Linked DNA regions of Sus scrofa: region 2 is linked to region 1. Evidence: chromatin contacts called from public HiChIP or PLAC-seq data. All regions are on one chromosome and are shown on one strand. Each heading gives the region's core, a stretch centred on a gene start, on an enhancer-like site or on the middle of the called end of the contact. The rest is flanking DNA. Distances are from core to core; before and after follow the strand shown.

The links. HiChIP or PLAC-seq counts read pairs in DNA pulled down with a chosen protein or histone mark.
Region 2: a contact with region 1 is called in an H3K27ac HiChIP or PLAC-seq map of alveolar macrophages. The contact joins two enhancer-like sites. A contact is called at or near these places in 1 of 47 Hi-C or Micro-C datasets (embryonic fibroblasts) and 2 of 2 datasets of contacts at active chromatin or transcription factors (alveolar macrophages and skeletal muscle).

What each region holds. Positions count from the first base shown.
Region 1 is chr3:33,618,480-33,621,637 of Sscrofa11.1, forward strand. No RefSeq gene overlaps it. Among named protein-coding and RNA genes, the nearest start is that of C3H16orf72, 35 kb to the right of the region's middle. Within about 2 kb of position 1,567, at least 21 of the 83 cell types and tissues checked have an H3K27ac peak or open chromatin away from gene starts, as enhancers often do. A contact at or near this core is called in alveolar macrophages, where this site is marked.
Region 2 is chr3:33,877,962-33,881,119 of Sscrofa11.1, forward strand. The region is part of intron 1 of PMM2 (phosphomannomutase 2); the gene reads right to left. Among named protein-coding and RNA genes, the nearest start is that of PMM2, 13 kb to the right of the region's middle. Within about 2 kb of position 1,625, at least 7 of the 83 cell types and tissues checked have an H3K27ac peak or open chromatin away from gene starts, as enhancers often do. A contact at or near this core is called in alveolar macrophages, where this site is marked.

The sequences.
Region 1 (3,158 bases), core at 317-2,816:
CTAAACCCTCTAAGCCACATCGGGAACTCCCTACAAACTCCATGAAAACATGGATTGTATCTTGACCAGGTAAAGAAAGTAACACAGGAGGAGAGAGTCTAGACTTGAGAGAGAGAAAATTCCAAATTTGAGTCCCAGCTGGGTATCCTCAGACAAGTCACTCAACCTTTCTGAGCAGCAGCTTCTCCCATGGCAACACAGACACAGACACATGCCTTAGGGGTTGCAGCAACCTTGCCATGGGATATGCATGTAAAACACCCAAGAGAAATGGGGTTATCAGTATGACTAGCCCTTCATCTCCCTGTGGCCATAACACAAATTCCTGCAGGACTGGTGGACTTCCTGTTTGTTTTGGCCCACCCTGCTGCACTCAGAGAAGCCCAAGCCTGCTCTGCCCACAGCCATGTCTCCTGCCGAAAGCTAACAGAAGGATGACAGCCATAGCTGGGGCCTAGGAAGGGCTTCTGAGACAAAGCCCTGGAGGGCAGCCCTAAGGCACCACCAGAACCGGGGTGGTACAGTCTGGGAATGGGAGGGAGTTGGGGGGTCAGAGAGCAGGAGCCAAACCCTGAGAATAAGTAACTGCACATCACAGGTCACAGAGTCCCGAGTGTCTCAAGCCAGACCCCAAATCCAGGACTGGTGAGAGGGCCCATTTTATTTACTTATTTATTTATTGCTTTTTAGGGCCGCACCCACGGCATATGGAGGTGCCCAGGCTAGGGTGTTAAATCGGAGCTGTAGCTGCTGGTCTACACCACAGCCACAGCAACATCAGATCTGAGCCGCGTCTGCCACCTGCACCACAGCTCATGGCAATGCCGGATCCATGACCCACTGAGCGAGGCAAGGGATCGAACCTTCGTCCTTGTGATGCCGGTCAGATTTGTTTCCACTGAGCCATGACGGGAACTGAGGACCCATTTTAAAGGTGGGCAAGATGAGCCCCAGAAAGCTGAATAGCCGTTCTTAAAGGAGCTTGGAAAGGCATCCACCCATCGTCCCAGGAGCCCTGACCTACAGAAGGTGCTTAATTGGGCCACCAGCATGTGTTGAACTAAAGCTTCCTTAAGCAGCTGTGCACCCTGCAATTCACCTTCGTCACAGGCATGACAGCTTCACTCATGGATCTGACCCCATCAGCATCTGAGTGTACCACCTTGGACGAACAGGACTTCATGGAATTTTCACAGTCAGCGTAGGGTACCGTTACCCAGTTTAATAGCAGAGGCCCAGACCAAGCACCGAGCTCAACAGGATTAAGGAGTGAAGTCCTGGCAGAGCAGGTCCTTCCACAATGGCCCAACAACTGGATTGGGCACTGGGAGGTGGAAGAGGGTGGAAGAGAGTCTTTAGAGGAAAAGAGGCCCATGGGATCTGGCAGCAGACACCCCCCCCCCACCGCCCCCGGGCTCTCAAATCCTGACTCCCGATCTCTGGCCCCATGCATCAGCACCCCACTCACCACCAGGAATCCCCAGGACAAGCCCTGCCCTAGAAGGGCTGTCCCTTTAAGGCTCTGGTGGGCAGACCCAGCCTTTTCCATGGAGCTGACACAGTGCTGTTTCTCTGTCATCCAAATTCCAGGCCGAAACAGGAAGTGAGTCGCCACCGGAGAATGTGGGACTCCCAGCCTAAGGGACAGGCTCAAGGCCAATGCTGGGTCCCTACAGGGGTCAGGCCTTTGGGAGGGTCAGGCCTTTGCCAGGTGCATGGCTCTTGGGTGAAGGAACACCAGTATCTGCTTGCGTCACTAATAGTATGCAACTGAGAGACGTTCTCAAACTCAATCCAAGTTCATCCAAGTTGACCAGATCACACAGGGATCTTTCAGTCCCCATCCAGGCCCCCAAAATGAAAGCGTCAGGTAATCTACACGCTCATATTCCTGGGCGGTAGTTAACCCAGGCCATCCCCACTCTGCAAGAGGACACTGAGGCTCCAGTTAAGGTAATCTGCCCATGGTCCCAATCCTAGTGAATTTGATCCACCTGGACGTGGAATGCTCAGGCGCCTTCTACACAGGGCGGAAGCAGACAGATGTGGGTTCAGATCCTGGCTGAGGCACCACCTGAAGCTTCTGGTGCCTCTGTCTTATCTGTCAAATGGGGATCCCCTCATCCTATCAACAAGTATTTCCTCCCGGATGTCTGCTCGGTGGCAGGCACAGTGACAGGTAAAGGGCCCACGACACAGTCCAGGAAAGGCAGACGCAGCTCAAAAGTAAACCAGTAAATGAAATGACCACCGGATGAGAACAAGGGCTTGAGAGGATGGTGGGGAAGGGCCGCTGAGCTGAGTGAACACAAACCAGGAAGAATAAAGGGGCGGCCTTCGCCACCAATGGGTCAAAGGGAGGAAATCAAAATCCAGCACCCCTAAGACCTGGAGCAAAAGCTCATAAGGATGGGCCTCTGGGGAAGGGTCCAGTGCGGTGACCACCCCCACACCCCGCCCGGTACGACCTGCTAGGTCATGCCCAGGAAGGGGACGCCCAGGCCGCCACCTTCGGAGAACGCCAGCGCGGGTGACAGCACTGCGGCCTCGGGCCCTGGTCCTCCCTAGCCTGGGACAGAGCCGGCTCGCGGCCCAGAGCCTGGAAACGACCCCCCTGAGCCTTGAGGCCCCCACCCCCGGCGGCGTAAGCCCCTGTGAGGAGGAAACAAGCCCCAGCGGGGACGCGCTGGCCGCCTACCCTGTCGGCGCTCGGGCTTCCTGAGCTGGAGGCGCGCCCGCTGCGCGGGGCCTAGCGAGCGGGTTTAAAGCGGGGTTCACTGCGCAGCTCCGTCTCCCGCACGTCGGGTCCCAGGCGGCGCCGCTGGGCACAGCCCACCCCTTCCCTCCGTGGTGGTCCCTCGCCGACCCCTCCTCCCCAGAGCGCCCCCTCTGGCCTGGGGGCCTCGGCGGCCCTGCGGCCTCGCAGCAGCCGGGATGAGGCGCTTGGTGCTCACTGGAAGCCAGGGCCCCTTCCCGTGCGGCACCGCCTCATCCCGCCCTCACCAACAAGCCCCTCACCAGCGGGAAACCGAGGCCTGGGTGGGTGAGTGGGTGACTGGCCACGAGGTTCCAGGCGCCCCGCACACGCGCCGGGCAGCGGCCACCCAAGTCTCACTCTTCCTCATCCGGAAAGTGCAGCTGGCGGACCTGCCTACGAG
Region 2 (3,158 bases), core at 375-2,874, 260 kb after region 1:
CATAGTGTCCATGAGGATCTGGGTTCGATCCCTGGCCTTGCTCAGTGGGTTAGGAGCGGTGTTGCCGTGGCTGTGGCGTAGGCTGGGAGCTGCAGCTCCAAACTGACCCCTAGGTCCGGGGATCTTCCATATGCCACAGGTGCAGCCCTAAAAAAAAAAAAAAAAAAAAAGAAAGAAAAAAATCTCCACACAGGTAATACATTTCTCCAGCTCTTTTTCTGTGCATTTATACAAACAGGCCCTAGTTTTTGAAACATAAGTCACTCTACACCTTGTGCAATAGTCTGTTTTCTCAGCACTACGTTGTGCTGATTTTCCATAATGCATATAGACCTAGCCTATTCCTGCTGAACGCTACACTGTACTCTATTTATTTAGTTGATTTATTTGTTTATTTACTTACTTACTTATTTTTGTCTTTTCCAGGACCGCACCTGCGGCATATGAGGGTTCCCAGGCGAGGAGTCCAATCAGAGCTGTAGCCATCGGCCACGCCAGATCTGAGCCACGTCTGCAACCTACACCACAGCTCACGGCAATGCTGGATCCTTAACCCACTGAGCGAGCCCAGGGATCGAGCTCGTAACCTCATGGTTCCTAGTCAGATTCACTAACCACTGAGCCACAACGGGAACTCCCAGTTGTTGATTTTAAAACAACAAAATGAGATTAAAGAGGAAGTTCAGAGTTGATTATAATTATATAAATGAAACGCATCAGAGTAAGATCACTAGATTTCTGAGTCTCTCCTGAAAGATAAGATCTATAAACAGTGGTCTCAGTGGTACAATTTCCTGCTAAATTCCAAACTGTGTGCTAGTTCAAAAGAAATTTTAAACTTAGATGAAAAGGGATATCCCTGTATTAGGACAATCACAATGAATTTTTAAAGGTTTTATTTATTTTTAGCAATCTCTCTTTTTTGGGGGGGACATTTTTTTTGGCTCCTTCAGGGCATACGGAGCTCCCAGGCCCGAGATCTGATCAAAGCCACCATCATGACCTAAGCCACAGCTTCGGCAATGCTGGATCCCTAACTCACTGTGCTGAGCTGGGGACTGAACTCCACGTCACAGCAGCTCTCAAGATGCCACCAATCCCGCTGAACCCCAGCAAGAGCTCCACTTTTTTTTTTTTTTGCTTTCTAGAGCCGTACCCGTGGCATATGGAGGTTCCCAGGCTAGGGGTCTAATTGGAGCTCCAGCTGCTGGCCTACGTCGCAGCCACAGCAACGTCAGATTCAAGCCATATCTGCAACCTGCACCGTAGCTCGCGGCAACACCAGATCCTTAGCCCACTAAGCAAGGCCAGGGATCGAACCCACAACCTCATGGTTCCTTGTCGGATTCGATTCCACTGCACCATGATGGGAACTCCTAGCAGTCTTAGTTGTACACTTAACATGGAAAAAGACTCACAAATAAAGTTACCAGAAGTTAAAAACAAAAAACCCCTTCAACCTCAGTATAAAAACATCTAGAGTTCAACTCTCTCCTCTTCTTTAAAAAATATGTATGGAAAACTACCACAGACATGAGTAAGAAGAGACACTGTACAGGAGGGTTCAGAGGAGAGTGCAGTCCGTCTCTCCCACAACTTCGGGTGCAATCCTGACCTAGAGACACAATGCAGTGGCCTCTGAGTCAACAACTGGGAAGATGAGTCCCAGAGTCCCCCCCGGGTGCTTAACTCAGACCTGACGTCAAAAGGGGAGGAAGTGGGGGAGACTCTTGTGATTGCAAAATATTAAAAATGCAATAGTAACGGCGAATGAAACACTTCCGCCCTCAAACCGAAGCCTAAGGGCACAATTTACTCTATCTTGACCCCTGTGCCCACGGATGAGGCAGCTGGTATGATGTGCCTGCACTATGCATGGGCTGTTAGAGGCACCTTTTCAGCTCCAAGTGGCAGCACATGTCTTTTGACAAGAAATTAGAGCTGGCTCCTTGTGACCACAGAGGAGCATCTAAACTACCCCCTACTTCAGGAGAGAGATCTGGAGCAAAATAACCACACAGCAAAATTACTGTGATGTTTCTAAATAGATTTAAGCCTCAAGATGGTGGGTTGGAGGGACTCGAGCTCACCTCCTCTCATGAAAACACCAAAATGACAACTGCCTCTGAGCAATCATCAACAAAATAGACAGGGAATTCCTGTTGGGGCTCAGGGGTAATGAACCTGACTAGTATCCATGAGGATGCGGGTTTGACCCCTGGCCTCGCTCAGTGGGTTAAGGATCTGATGTTGCCATGAGCTGTGGTGTAGGTCGCAGATGTGGCTCGGATCCCATGTGGCTGTGGTGTAGGCTGGCAGCTGCAGCTCTGCTTTGACCCCTAGCCTGGGAACTTCATACGCTGCAGGTGCGGCCCTATAAAGACAAACAACAACAGCAACAACAAAAAAAGACAAAGAAAAAACAAAATAGATTGGAAGCTACCAAAAAAGATATCCCACACCTAAAGACAAAGAGGAAGCCAGAACAAGTGGGGGGGGGGAATTACACAACAGAAGCAACCCCATACCCGCTGGGTGGGCAGCCCGCAGACTGGAAAGTAATCATATTCCAGAGACTCTCCTTCAGGAGTGACAGTTCTGAACCCCACATCAGGTGACCCAGCCTGGGGGTTTGGTATTGGGAGGAGCCCCGGAACATGTGACACTGAAGACCAGCAGGGCTTGGGCGCAGGAGCTCCAGAGGACTGGGACAAACAGAGACCCTACTCCTGGAGGGCGAACATGGGGTTCTGTGTGCACTGGGTCCCAGGGCAGAGCAGGGACTCCATAAGAATCTGGGTCAGACCTACTTGCGAGCCTTGATGGGTCTCCTGGGAAAAGAGGGGGCGACTGTGGCAGGACACTGGAGGTGGGGGTCCCAGGGAGTAATCATTGGGGTGAGCTCCCCTGGAAGCTGCCATATTTTTTGGAAAAATATGGCCCCACCCATCAGGGCTGAGAAACCCCAAGCCAAACGACAGGGTGGGAACACAGCCCCATCCACCAACAAACGGGCTGCCTAAAGTCCTCCCAGGCACCCAGCCACCTCTAATCACACCCAGAGACAAAGCCCTACCCAGCACAAGGACCAGACTCAGTTCCACCCACTAGTGGGCAGGTACCAGCCTGTCCCATCAGGAAGCCTGCAACCAACCCCT